Regions from separate parts of the Mus musculus genome. Here regions 1 and 3 are each linked to region 2. A link is a contact called in public Hi-C data. All regions are on one chromosome and are shown on one strand. Each heading gives the region's core, a stretch centred on a gene start, on an enhancer-like site or on the middle of the called end of the contact. The rest is flanking DNA. Distances are from core to core; before and after follow the strand shown.

Region 1 (4,134 bases), core at 403-2,902, 41 kb after region 2:
TTGATCTCCCAAAGGAGTGACTCAGACTGTAGACGTAGGCTTTTCTGTGAAATTTCCAAAAAGATAAAAACCAACGTTTAAACTCAATCTGTTTCCTGTGTGGCACTCCAGAGGATGATTTCAGGAGACAGACATGCGTGTGGGAACAACCGACGGGCGCCTCTTCCTACAGGCTTCGAAGCTGCAAACAAGCTCTCAGCCTGATGCAAGAGTGTTATTGAAAAACCCAGAAAAACATTCCGTATCATTGCCTCCTGCTGAAGGGATGAGACCCAACTCAGATACAGGCTCTGACAGTTAGTGAATGGAGCCTCATCAAAGAAATCCCACTGAGAGCCCAGCGGAGATATTCACTGGGTTTTATAAACACACACATGCTCTTCAGATCCTTACCACACACAAAGAAATATTAAAAGTAGAACTGAAAAAGATTTTTGTGGCTTTTTATCCTAGGGAACTATTGCCTAGCAGCTTCCTAAAACTAAGCGACGTGACATAGGTTCTCAGTAGTGTAACTCGTAAGGCAAACAATAAGTCTGAGAAGGAGAAGACAGACACTGAGCACCAGCTGCCTTAAAGTCACAGCCTGGTCCCTGACCTAAGTCCAAATCCTCCAGAGGGAACATTGCTTTGTGACTGGCCTATTCATGTATGTCCATGTATGTGCGTGCATGTGTGTGTATGTGTGTGTGTGTGTGTGTGTAATGTTCAAATGAGTTTCTTTATGTGTGTGTGCTAACAGTGTATGTATGCACCTATCTGTATCTGTTACTGTATAAGTGTGGAGTATGTGTGTGTGTGCTCAAAGTGTGTATATGCAACTATCTATGTATCTGTGTCTGTGTGTGTAAATGTGCAGTGCACGTGTATGTGTGTGTGCTCAAAAGTGTTTATATGTGTGCATGTGCTAAAAGTGTATGTGTGTGCCTATCTATATATCTGTGATTGTGTAAGTGTGGGGTGTGTGTTTTTAAATGTGTTTCTGTGTATGTATGTGTGTATAGGCACTTATCTATGTATCTGTGACTGTGTGTGTGTCATGTGTTTGTGTGTGTGTGTGTGTAAGAAGTATATCCCTATAGTGTAAACTATTAAAGAATAAAGAGTTCTGACACTTGGAGAAACAGGCATGGCAGGATTTCTCTCCCCATGGTAGTGTAGGTTGTGTGGGTTTCTTTTTTCCATGTAGCAAAGTTCCCAAAGGAGGGATTGAATAATAGATGATGGTTTAAACTCTAGAATGAAACACGTATCAGAACCTAGTCCATGTTGGGTGGGTAGCCAAGTGGTCATGTTACGAAGAGGTGAATAAGGCTCATACTCTGCTTTTAAAAAGATCAGTAGAAAAGCAGAATTAGCAACTGGGTCATGACAGCTGCATTACGGCGTGTTAACTAAGAAGTTGGGCTCTGGGTATGTTTATCTCACCGTGAGATCAGGAAACACTAGTGAAACACTGCAGTCCCAGCATGTGCTGAACTGGGATAAAGTGGAGCTCACTACCTGATCTCTGTAGAGTGAGATAAAGCCCCATATGAGATATATTCATACAGTCGCCTATAAAAAACAGCTGGGTTATAACTGTTAAAGGAGGAATGACACCAAATAAAACTTAAGAGTTTGTATGAGCGAAGGGTGATTCATGATTTGACTCATAATCTCCTTCCAGATTTGTGCTAAGGCCAGAAGGAGGTTATGGCCTCTGATTCCCGGGCTTCTCAGGCCGGGTACAAAAGCACAGGAGAAAAAGAACTGATTGCCACCACTGGCAGTCTGCTCCACGCTGCCATGGCCTGCCACATGGCCAGGATCAGCTCATTGGCTAAATCATGATTCACAATTATTCAATTGTGAGATGCCTCTAAGTTCACATTTGACAGTGTCAGGGTTCACAGAACCAGCCGAGACTGGGGCATCCTGCTGACCTGTTTTTCCAATCCAGTCTCAGAAATTCCCTCTGAGTCTTGACCTACTGACCAAGAGGACAGTATAGGAGCCACTCAGTCACCAGCATGGCTGCTTTGTCTCTGTCTCTAAGTGAGACTCACAAGGCATACCAGGCCACAGAGAAAGCCTTGTGTTGTTCCTTCCGCTATCTAGCCTGCTGCCTGTTACGGTAACTACAAATCTGCATGGGAGAACGGGGACAGCGTACAGGGCAGCAGAGGTTACAGGAGGAACTCGGAAGATTCCTTCTAGATACCGGAGGCTTTGCTGCCATCCAGGCCTCAGCAGCCAAATGATAGAAACAACAGACAGTTAGATATTAGTCCCTGGGAGAAAACTATGGGCATCTGTGAGTACAGAGGATATGAGTCAAGGGTCCAAGGTGTGATCCCAGAGCCATCTTCCCGGCTACAGTTTGAAGGGCTCTGGCTGAGGAAGCCTGTCTTTGAAAGCTCCTTCAGTGCCTGTAGCCATGACAGATGCCACTCAGCTGTCCAGCCCCATTATGCAGGGCTTTAGGCGCTCCTCAATCTACAGATGCTGGCACCATAGAGAAGCAATAGAACCAGGAAATAGCATCACCAAGAACTCTGAAGTTCCCAAAGGGAGTATAGTATTTTCTTTATAACTGTCCTCATTTCTGCCAGAGATCATCACAGCAAGACCAAGTTAATTTAGGCTCATTAAACACAACTTGGATACTTACAGAAGTGCAGAACGGCCTCTGGCTCACCACATGGTGTATGTCTAGTTGGTTGCAACTTTCACAAGGACTCTCTGAGCCACTCAGTACTAGAAAGGTAAGCATGTTAACTACTTTGAGACATCCTGGGAGTCCTCTGAGATACCCAGAGTTAGATATTTCTCCCAGGGACTAATAGCAAAAGAACTCTGTTTACAATGTCATTGTGAGATGGTTTAAAACACTGTATTAAGTAAGGCTACAAGTCACTATGGAGCCCTGCTTGGTTTCCCAAAGGTACAAACACAAGACCTAAAACCAAATACAGAAAGTTAGAGAGTTGTAGAAAATCCTGTCAGTATTAAGAAAGATACTCATCTCCCTCAGGTGAGTAGAGGCAGGGAAAGCTGGTGGTTAACACAGGGGATGGTTTTGATGTTTTAGCTTCATTCAAAGCTTCATTTGCCCTAACCTGAGGTCAGGTAGACATGGTGACTAGATTCTTAGAAGAGTTGCCGGCATGCTTAGAGCAATGCACACACACATCATGCTTGGAGCAGTGCACACACATACACACATACGCACACAGAAGCAAATGCACTACAGCCATTCACACTTGCATTTTATACATAATTGTTTACACACACACACACACACACACACATACACACTCCAGTGCCTTCCTGCAGGCCCTGACCAGCACAACAGTCCATCCCTGATTACTAGTGAAGTCAAACAAAGAGGAAGAGGCCCTTCCTCCCTGCCTCTGATGATGATCTTCACAGAAAAGCAACAGCTTCCTCAAGACCATCCTTACTCCAGTAGCTGCTGTCTGTTTGTCCTTATTCCGGTAGCTGCTGTCTGTCTGTTTGGGAGAAATTGATACTTTGGGACAAAACACTTACTTTTATCTTAGTGTTATTTAGCATTTTCTCTATTTCCCAAGATCATCTCAAATGTACCTTTTTAAGTCGAAGGTCCAGTGGAATACTCCAGACATGAGTTCACTCTGACGGGAATCATCATGACATCCCATCCCACATGGCAGGTGTTCCTTTCTAGTTTCTGTTTCCAGCAATAGTTCAGGAATGAAGAATTCAAAGTCTTGGTCTAACTTTGAAATCTAGTCCTTGTGGAAAACCGCCACTTGGGCTGGATCTTTGCTAATGGCCTGTTGCATTCTGGGTGTTTTCCATGGCCTCAGATTCTACTTCTTGTGTACCCTCACCAAACTGATGTGGACAAGTGGATGCCAAAGTATTTCTGAATCACCCAAGAGCTAAAAGAATGACTTTTTAGAATAGCATGAGGTTCTAAAAAGAAAGCCACCCTCAGAAGCAATGGAACTTACAACATTTCTCTGTGATCAAAACTACCATAAAGTACATTGTGTCCTAAGCACTCAAGGGAAGGAGGAGCCTGTGGGTCACTGGTCACTGTCCTGAAGTGAGAGTAGCTGGAGACACCACATAGCACAGACATGAAGCCATGGAGGTCTGTCCCTT
Region 2 (4,077 bases), core at 673-3,172:
CTCCACCAAGGGACAGTTTTCTCCCCAGAGGGAGACAATGGGGCAAGAACTTGGTCTTGCCCCATGAGCAGTGCTTATGGACTGAGCGCTAGGTACATTTCAGGAGGCAGCCAAATACACCATGTCACCTGAGTGCTAACACCAGCTTTTCTAACCAGGTGGAAAGAGGGCAATCTTTTCACCCTCCCACTAAGTTGCTTTGTCCATGGCTTGAAAAACCTGACTCTTAAAGTATCAACTTCTCTAGATGCTAGAGAAAGACCCTATGCAAATAAATATCTCCAGAGCTCTTTGAGGCACAGCAAACACTCAGGATGTGGAACTGTGGCTGGGAGGACTCCCAATGTCAGTTCTTGAGGTGACATTTTTCTGAGGATTCAAGTATAAAGTAGACCTTGTCAGGTACTTTAGAGAATCTTCAGAGTCCACATCTGAAGACTCCAGCTTGCCCTATCCCTGAGTCCCTAGTGCAGGTGTTTGCCACAGGGCAGCTGCCCCTGAACTCCATCCCCAACTTTCTCCTTATTCTATGGACAAATGCTGTCTCTGCAAAGACAAGTTCCATCTTAAAATGACATTTTACAGCTCAGGCATACAAACACAAACAGAGTCCATTAAACTGTGTTTCGGTAAAACCAAGCTCAATCAAGAGTGTCACAAGTAATCAACGGTCATTAACAGCATCCCATCTAATCTTGCTGCCTTCCCCACATGGAAAAGGGACCAAGAAGTGAATAGTATTTGGTCCTGGATCAAGCCTCCTGGGGCCAATGCAATTGCATCCAAGCTCCATGGGTCACACACACACACACACACACACACACACACACACACACAGACTCTTCCCCATCCACAAGTCCTCACTGCAGGTTATGAGTAGACTTTCAAAGGTTTTCTGCAACAGGCTATTATCACTTTTATAGGTCTTACACAAGTTCACCCCACAGGAACAATCGAAGTGAAAGTGTGTTTGCTGGGTGTCTCTAAACATCTTCAACTCCTACTGTTTTGCCCCCCTCCCCGCCCTCCTCCTTCAGCACCAGATCACTTTCTTTTGACTGCCCCAGGCTACCAGCTCTTTTGTATGCAAATTAGCCAAGCTGCAACCCAAACACAGTCCCCTCAGGGTTCTCCCCGCCCTGTACATTATAATTATAATGACAGCAACACTTGTTCAGCTCTTACTAATGTTTAGAATCAGATCCCTATAATCCCGTTGGTTATTTTTTACATTTTCAAGAGATCTCTTGACATTCCTTTCTCTGCTTTCTCTTCCATAGCAAACTTTGGTAGAGAAACTTTCTTATTTTTAAGTAGAAAATGTCAGTTCCCCCTCCCTGAACCCCAGCATCCTTGGAATGAAGCCAACAAGCCCCTTGTTGCTTCACAGGGTTCCTGCTATGAGAGACCACGAAAGACACTCCCCACATCCCCAACCCCTGCCACCCCGGGGACAAAGACAGCAGTGAATGTTCTTGGCAGGTCAATAAGTTTGCAGAGCAAGGACGGTGAGGACGCCACTGGGCTAAGTGTCAGAGGACACAGCTGGACTTCCCCTTTAGACCCCTGGAAACCGTAGCCTTTTCTGAAAGATCACAGCCAGTGAAATGTCTTAGAAATAAAAAGGTACCTGGTGTGTTTGCAAGTGAATGGTGACCGACGCCAGTACTCTGTCTGTCCTGAGGGGGACTAGCTGCGGCAGGAGAGGAGAGGCCTGGCCAGGGAGGCTGCAGACATCGGACTGGCTCTCTCTGCCTCCCGGCAGTGACCGGCTCCTTTATACGCCCTTTCCCCAGGAGGCCTGTCAATCAGACACATGCGGAGGCACGTTTAATTCATTCTTTCGAAGGAGTGTCATAATTCGTCCTCTGGTCTCGCCATTTGCTCAGAGTACCTGGTTACCCAGTCCAAATCCAGCCCCTCAGAGCTAACGCCCCTCCTACAGGTCCACCCAGGCTTTCCAGACAGGGGCCCGGGGAGGAGTCAGACAAGAGGGGCAGGCCAGGACTCACTTTTCCTGTCTTCTCTCAGGAAATAAAATGCTATAAATAAAACCAGCAAGATTGGCTGGGACTCCCCATTTTGCTGAGGAGAAAAAAAAATGCCAATTCTATGCTTTAAATGTGTTTCGAATTACCCAGTGTGATACTGGCCTTTCTAAAACAAGTGAGTAACAGTCAAAACTACAGGACAGACAGTAAGTTTACCACACTGCCGGGAAGTTATTATAGTCAAAGAATTAATTTTTTTTAATGAATTTACCACAAAAGAGAGCCCACCCATTGTATCTCTGACCCGCTTCTCAGGAGAAAAGATTTTAATTTGAACTCACTTCATCTGCTCAGTCGAGACCTGCAATTCTCTGTGACCCTGGCTCCCTGAAAAAGCCCAGTCCTCACCCCAGTCTTGTTGGGACAACTTTGCCAAGTGTGGGAATCCTGCAGTGAGAGGCAGTCCTCGTGGTTATCAAGATAGGGTGGGGGCAGCTTAGAAACTCAGTGAGAATCAGAGGGCCAGACCTAAGTCCATGGGGGTTAAAGCCAGTGCCAGGGTGCATGGTAGCTGGATGGGATGGGGCTCATCACACAAGGAAAGCAGTCAACAGGAAAGACTTGGTCAGGCGGTGATGCACCAGAGCCCAAAGAAGATGGTAGATTTGTGGCATCTCCCACAACCTCCTCTTGGGCTTCATTCTTCATAGACGACACTCAAAGCTTTCTGGACATTTATCTGGTTGACACCTGATAATAAATAAGTCAGGGCTTACTTCAAGAAAAGGAAAGATAAATTAAATAGAGAAAGTACTTAGCCACTTTCTGTTCTAGGTGGGAGACTTAACTGAAGGACCCTGCCATTGTGTTGGATCCTCTTAGATTGGAACCAAAGTGGACAGGGAAGACACCAGGACAAGGCACAACCCCCCCCCCCCCCCCCCCGCTGATCTCCAATCCTTGTGTTTCTGTTGAGGTGAAGGAACCTTTGAACCTACATGGTGGAAGGGGAAAACTCACCTGTAAAATTGTCCTCTGATTCACATGCTGTGACACAAGTGCACATATACCCAAACACATACACGTACCTCCATACGCAGATCAGCCAAATATAATACAATTTTAAAATAAGTATTATTTTCTAATTTACAAAAACAAAAGATTAGCCTCTAACAGTACATTTTTTGAAGGAAGATGCATTGCTTTGAGTCACCAAATTAATGGCAAAAACCTTCATTTTTAACTAAAATAATTAGACTCAAATTTATATTTGGATTCAAAGCCTGAAGGGAGACGTGACCAGGCTCCCTGAAGAGTTTTCAGTGCCTAGCCGCCCCTCTGCTACTTACAGTGGGACCCTTTATGGCAGAGATTCCAGGGTAGAGCAGAGGGCATAGGGTACAGGATGGGCATACTCTGCAGCCTGTAGGGCTCCCTGCTGCTAGTAAAGTGTAGAAAGACTTCACCTCTGAAATATCACACACACACACACACACACACACACACACAGACACACAGACAAATCAAGAGAGTTTGATGGAAGAGCTGACAGTACATGATATGCAATGAGTCTTGGGAAGTCCAGGAACACACCAGGCAGGGACATACGCATAGTAGGGTCAGTGTTGAAATGGGCTCCTAAGGTAGTGGCTGCTGAGAGCTATGGGTAAGTCCAGCCATGACCACAGGACTATCCCAGGAGGGAAATCATGGAGCTGGTGTCATTGACCCTCATGTCCATTCTATAGCATAAAGGGGACTGACTCTCCAAGCCACCTTACTCAGTGCCCTTGGAAGGGGTATGATGTAGCAATGGGGCCAGTAAAAAGATAATAGAGAAGCTGGGGTTATCCAAGTAACATGTGAGGAAGGCACAAGACACAGAGAGGGGTAGAGAGAGGAAGGTCTGAGGGAGTGTGTCTATGGGACTCTGTGGATGTTAATTTGCTGGACCAGAGTCTTCATATAGGAGAACACTAAGATGAAGTCGTGTCAAAGGAAGTCTGTTCCCACCAACTGCTTCTGCCCTCATTAGAATAGAAGAGTGTCAACCCAATGACAGGAGTGATAGTGATCAGAGGTACTT
Region 3 (3,904 bases), core at 103-2,602, 53 kb before region 2:
CCTCCTTCATGGATATGATCCTTGTCAATGTTTTCAGTTTTCTTATGAGTACATTGGATTTGGATTTCTCTAAGGGCTGATTGGGGTAACTATCTTCCATCAAGTTATAAATCAGTGAATTTCTACTCTGGGAAAATGTCTGCCCAGGTCCCTTACCCTTTCGGGCAGTTCTGTTTTCCCCCCTGCTGAGTTTCAGGATTACTGAATGAAATAACAATGTGGCACAATTTCCAGCTCAGGGCCCGAGGCGCGTGGTCCAGCTCAGGGCCGAGGCGCGTGGTCCAGCTCAGGGCCGAGGCGCGTGGTCCAACTCAGGGCCGAGGCGCGTGGCATTCTCTGAGGACTGCAGGTTAGGCTCACAGATACTTCCTTTTCTTAACTGGACGCTGCTGAAAGTCATTCATCTGGGCAGAACCTACTGCAGAACCTCAGGCGCCTGCCACTCTGTGTCGGGACCAGCCTATTCACAAATCTCCACAGGAAGCCTTTATATACCAAGGTCTTTGAACACAAATTCAGGTGAGAAAATGAGTATCTTCCTCATAGAGACGTATTTTTATTGTGGAGAAAAGGCGATGAGTAACTCTGTAACCAGGAAGAGCTATGTCAATAAAGGAGAAAGGACAAAGAGAGGCTGGGGTGGATGGCAGCAGAAGGCAGGTCCCCTGGGAAAATGTCACTTTTATAAAACCAAGAAAAAGAGAGGAAACTGGCCACGTGGTTTCCCCAAGAACCCCTGGCCAAGCTTGCTTTATCCTGAGCCCTCACATCAAGACACCCCTCGGCCCTCCTTGGAGGCTCAGCAGTCACCATGATGAGATGGCTGTTAAGGCTGGAGACCTTACCCTGTAGTAACTCTGACATGGGAAAGTGGAGAAAGTTGACACAAAGCACTGAGGGACTCCAGACCAGTTGGCTGAGAGTTCTAAGACAAGGAAGAATCAGGGCCATCTCCCAAGTCCTTCCTGCTCCTCCTAAACCAGTATTATTCTCACTGCTTGAATTGCTTCCAGAAGAAAAGCTATTAAACTGAAAATGCCCGTCTGAGCAGACCATGGGCAAACGTGCGCCAACTCCGAAGCAGAACATGCCAACACATAGACACCCGCTTATGACCTCTGCCTTGGTTTCATTTTTATTTTATTTTTTGAAGAAGAAAATAAAAGCACACATATTAAGTTCTCATACTGTAATTCCTGGAAATCATTTTGGAGTCAAAGAATTTTGACTGTTAAGAGCAAAGACAAACATTGAGAGATTTCCTGCCGCTCCGGGAGCCGCGCCAGTGTACGGGGTTTCAACCTCCCCCTGCCAGAAGTGCTACGTGGCAAGCAGAGACCAGGCTCTGAGAGCAGGCACCAGGCCTTACTGACAACTACAGCGTGGCAGCTGGAAGCCAGGCTCCGGGGTCAGGCAGCAGCTAGCTGAGTGCAAAAACCAGACTCCAAACCCAGGGAGCAAGCCTTCACTTAGAACTGCAACATGACAGCGGGAAGTCAGTCTCTGAGGGCAGGCAGCAGCTCGCTGAGTGCCTTCAAGTACAAGGAACGGGTATTCACCAAGACAGGCAGGGTAGTGTGAGAGATCTTGTGGTGGAGAGAAGCAGTCATGAAAAGAAGGAGACCTAGGAAATGCAGGAATTAAAAATCAATCTGAAGGGTAACACTTTCAGATGAACCAGGTCAACCCATTGTGAACCCTCAATGGTCAAGCTGGTAGCCTTTCTAGCAAAGGGCAACATGTAGCAGGTCCTGTGATGGAGACCTTTCAGCAATATTGTATTTAAAAGGAAGTATTTTAGATTGTCATTCATAAGCCATGGACAATACCAAGGCTTCTGTGTTTACTATGCGCTCCTAGGGATTTCAGGTTGTAGCTAAAAGGAGCCTCTGAGACCATCAGGACTAGTGTCCCCCTGAAACACTCCACCCAACAAATCCATCCCTGACAGTTAATTGCTATACATTTGAAATCTTCAGAGACAGAGCACCGCCCTCCAAAGGGAAATATTCACCCCATTTGCCATAGGTAGCATAGGATTGGTGTGTGTCTCAAGGACAGATACCCTATGAACGTCCATGATGGGTCCTGGGAGTTAATGTTGAGTCATTTTGTCAAAGTTTAGAAGTTACTCAGAGGTTAGCATTAACTCCACACTCCCCCCCACCCCCGAAAATTCCTAGTAATGCTAACTTGCTTTACCAAACTCCACCATCACAGCTCTGTTTCTGATATAAGGGACCAGAACAGGGTGGCCATACAAAGGAGAATCAGGCAAACTTGAAAGGACTTAGTCTTATATAGCAAAATAAAGTGAGAATGGGCATGCCCAACCCTATTAATTTGATCTTCCTATAGACTGGGTCTTAGACAATTAGCCATGAAGTAGGCATGACTTAACGAGGACTCTAAAGAAGGACCTAGGCACTAGCATCTTGGCACGCTAGAGCCATTTACCTGCTGTGGGAGGACAATCACCTAGACTGTGAGATATTGTCAGAAACCTTGAGTGTAGACCCTCAGGCTATGATACCTTTGGTGGCACGAGCTCCCAGCACAGCCTCTTCAGGTCTCACAGGTGAACAGCAAGGAGAACCAGGTTTTCAGAAGTCAGCCCTGGGTTACATTAGACCTGATATGACCCTGAACACTGAGGACCATGTCTGGACTATTGAAAGACACACCCTTGGGTCCCCAACGTTTATGGGACTGCAGTTTGGGTGCTTTGTTACGTTGACAACATCTCTGATTCTTTCTCACCGTGTGGTCAGAGTGGCAGGCTCAGGATGTGTAAGCAAAGGCAAGCATGCCAGTTACCTCCATTCTAGAGTGGAGCAGCTTAAACAGCATGGCTTCGTTTCACAGCTCTGGGGGCTGGGATCAATGTCAGAGACAGCTGATTGGCTTTCTTTCCCAGTTTCCAGACTACCTCCTCCTAGAAGCATCCTCACATTCTCTTTCCTCTTTGTGGTACTTGGTGGCCTCATCCTCTTCCTAGAGACATAGATCCTATAAGTTTATGGTCTCATATGTCATCATATCGATGTCCTTATATCTGAGGACTTAGTTTCCAAGTACAGTCATTGGCTAGATCTTCAATCTAGGACTAAAAATTGAATCCAGACAGTTGCTAAACTTCCGTATGACCCATCTTCCTTCTGTGATGCAGGAGACTCTGTGAAGGACAAGAAGTCCTGCTCTGCTGAGGAACAATCTGAGGGTTTTAAGCCCTCCACTCCCCTTTCCTTGGTAGTTTATTGTCATTCCATCGTTTCTCCTGGAAGCCTTACCCCACTGATGTGCTCACCTTTTTAGAGAAATTCTCTTCTCTCTTGAAGTCTAATACCCCCAGTCTACAGGTTCTAAGTACCATGATTAGTTACTTTCACACCTTGACTAATTGTAGTCCCCAACTTTGTAAGTCTCATGATGAATTTGATTAAACCAGACTCTCTATATCCACCCATGCTCCTGAGCACATGGGGTTTAAAGCTCCAAGCAGTTATCAAAGCATTTGGTGGGACATGGTTGAGATGAATTCAAAGACTGGGCTAGGGCATCTGCAATGGCAGACGGCAACGCGATGAAGGTTTGATAGGGCTGCCAAGTGTGAGGGTGGAGAGAAAGCCAGAATGGTGCCCCTCCAGCAAAGGACCAGAAAGAAAGAAGTGGAGGACAAGATTCACCTTCAGCAAATGTCCATGAGGAAAGATGCTTCCAGTGCAAGAGAGAGGGGAGGAAGGAGAGAGAGAGAGACAGAGAGAGACAGAGACAGAGAGACAGAGACAGAGAGAGACAGAAAGAGACAGACATGCAGAGAGAGAGAGAGAGAGAGAGAGAGAGAGAGAGAGAGAGAGAGAGAGAGAAACGGACAGATAGGGAGACAGACAGACTGAGACAGACA

The links. A called contact is a pair of places that touch in the nucleus more often than the background predicts.
Region 1: a contact with region 2 is called in a Hi-C map of muscle stem cells, with 1.9 times the contacts expected there. The contact joins the enhancer-like site here to the promoter of Thbs2 in region 2. A contact is called at or near these places in 9 of 39 promoter capture datasets (the 3T3-L1 cell line, cranial neural crest, embryonic stem cells and 5 more), 1 of 15 datasets of contacts at CTCF or cohesin (the NIH/3T3 cell line), 9 of 484 Hi-C or Micro-C datasets (the 3T3-L1 cell line, adipose-derived mesenchymal stem cells, microglia and 3 more), 4 of 115 datasets of contacts at active chromatin or transcription factors (embryonic fibroblasts, embryonic midbrain, embryonic stem cells and 1 more) and 2 of 9 other capture datasets (adipose tissue and liver).
Region 3: a contact with region 2 is called in a Hi-C map of uterus, with 1.9 times the contacts expected there. The contact joins the enhancer-like site here to the promoter of Thbs2 in region 2. A contact is called at or near these places in 1 of 39 promoter capture datasets (cranial neural crest), 2 of 484 Hi-C or Micro-C datasets (both in uterus), 2 of 115 datasets of contacts at active chromatin or transcription factors (embryonic fibroblasts and embryonic stem cells) and 2 of 9 other capture datasets (adipose tissue and liver).

Annotation. Positions count from the first base shown.
Region 1 is chr17:14,734,034-14,738,167 of GRCm38.p6, forward strand. No RefSeq gene overlaps it. Among named protein-coding and RNA genes, the nearest start is that of Thbs2, 42 kb to the left of the region's middle. Within about 2 kb of position 1,653, at least 42 of the 459 cell types and tissues checked have an H3K27ac peak or open chromatin away from gene starts, as enhancers often do. A contact at or near this core is called in the NIH/3T3 cell line, adipose tissue, heart atrium and 1 more, where this site is marked.
Region 2 is chr17:14,692,340-14,696,416 of GRCm38.p6, forward strand. Thbs2 (thrombospondin 2) reads right to left here and starts at 1,923. Exons shown (of 22, transcript NM_011581.3): 1 at 1,631-1,923.
Region 3 is chr17:14,639,594-14,643,497 of GRCm38.p6, forward strand. No RefSeq gene overlaps it. Among named protein-coding and RNA genes, the nearest start is that of Thbs2, 53 kb to the right of the region's middle. Within about 2 kb of position 1,353, at least 46 of the 459 cell types and tissues checked have an H3K27ac peak or open chromatin away from gene starts, as enhancers often do. A contact at or near this core is called in adipose tissue, embryonic fibroblasts and uterus, where this site is marked.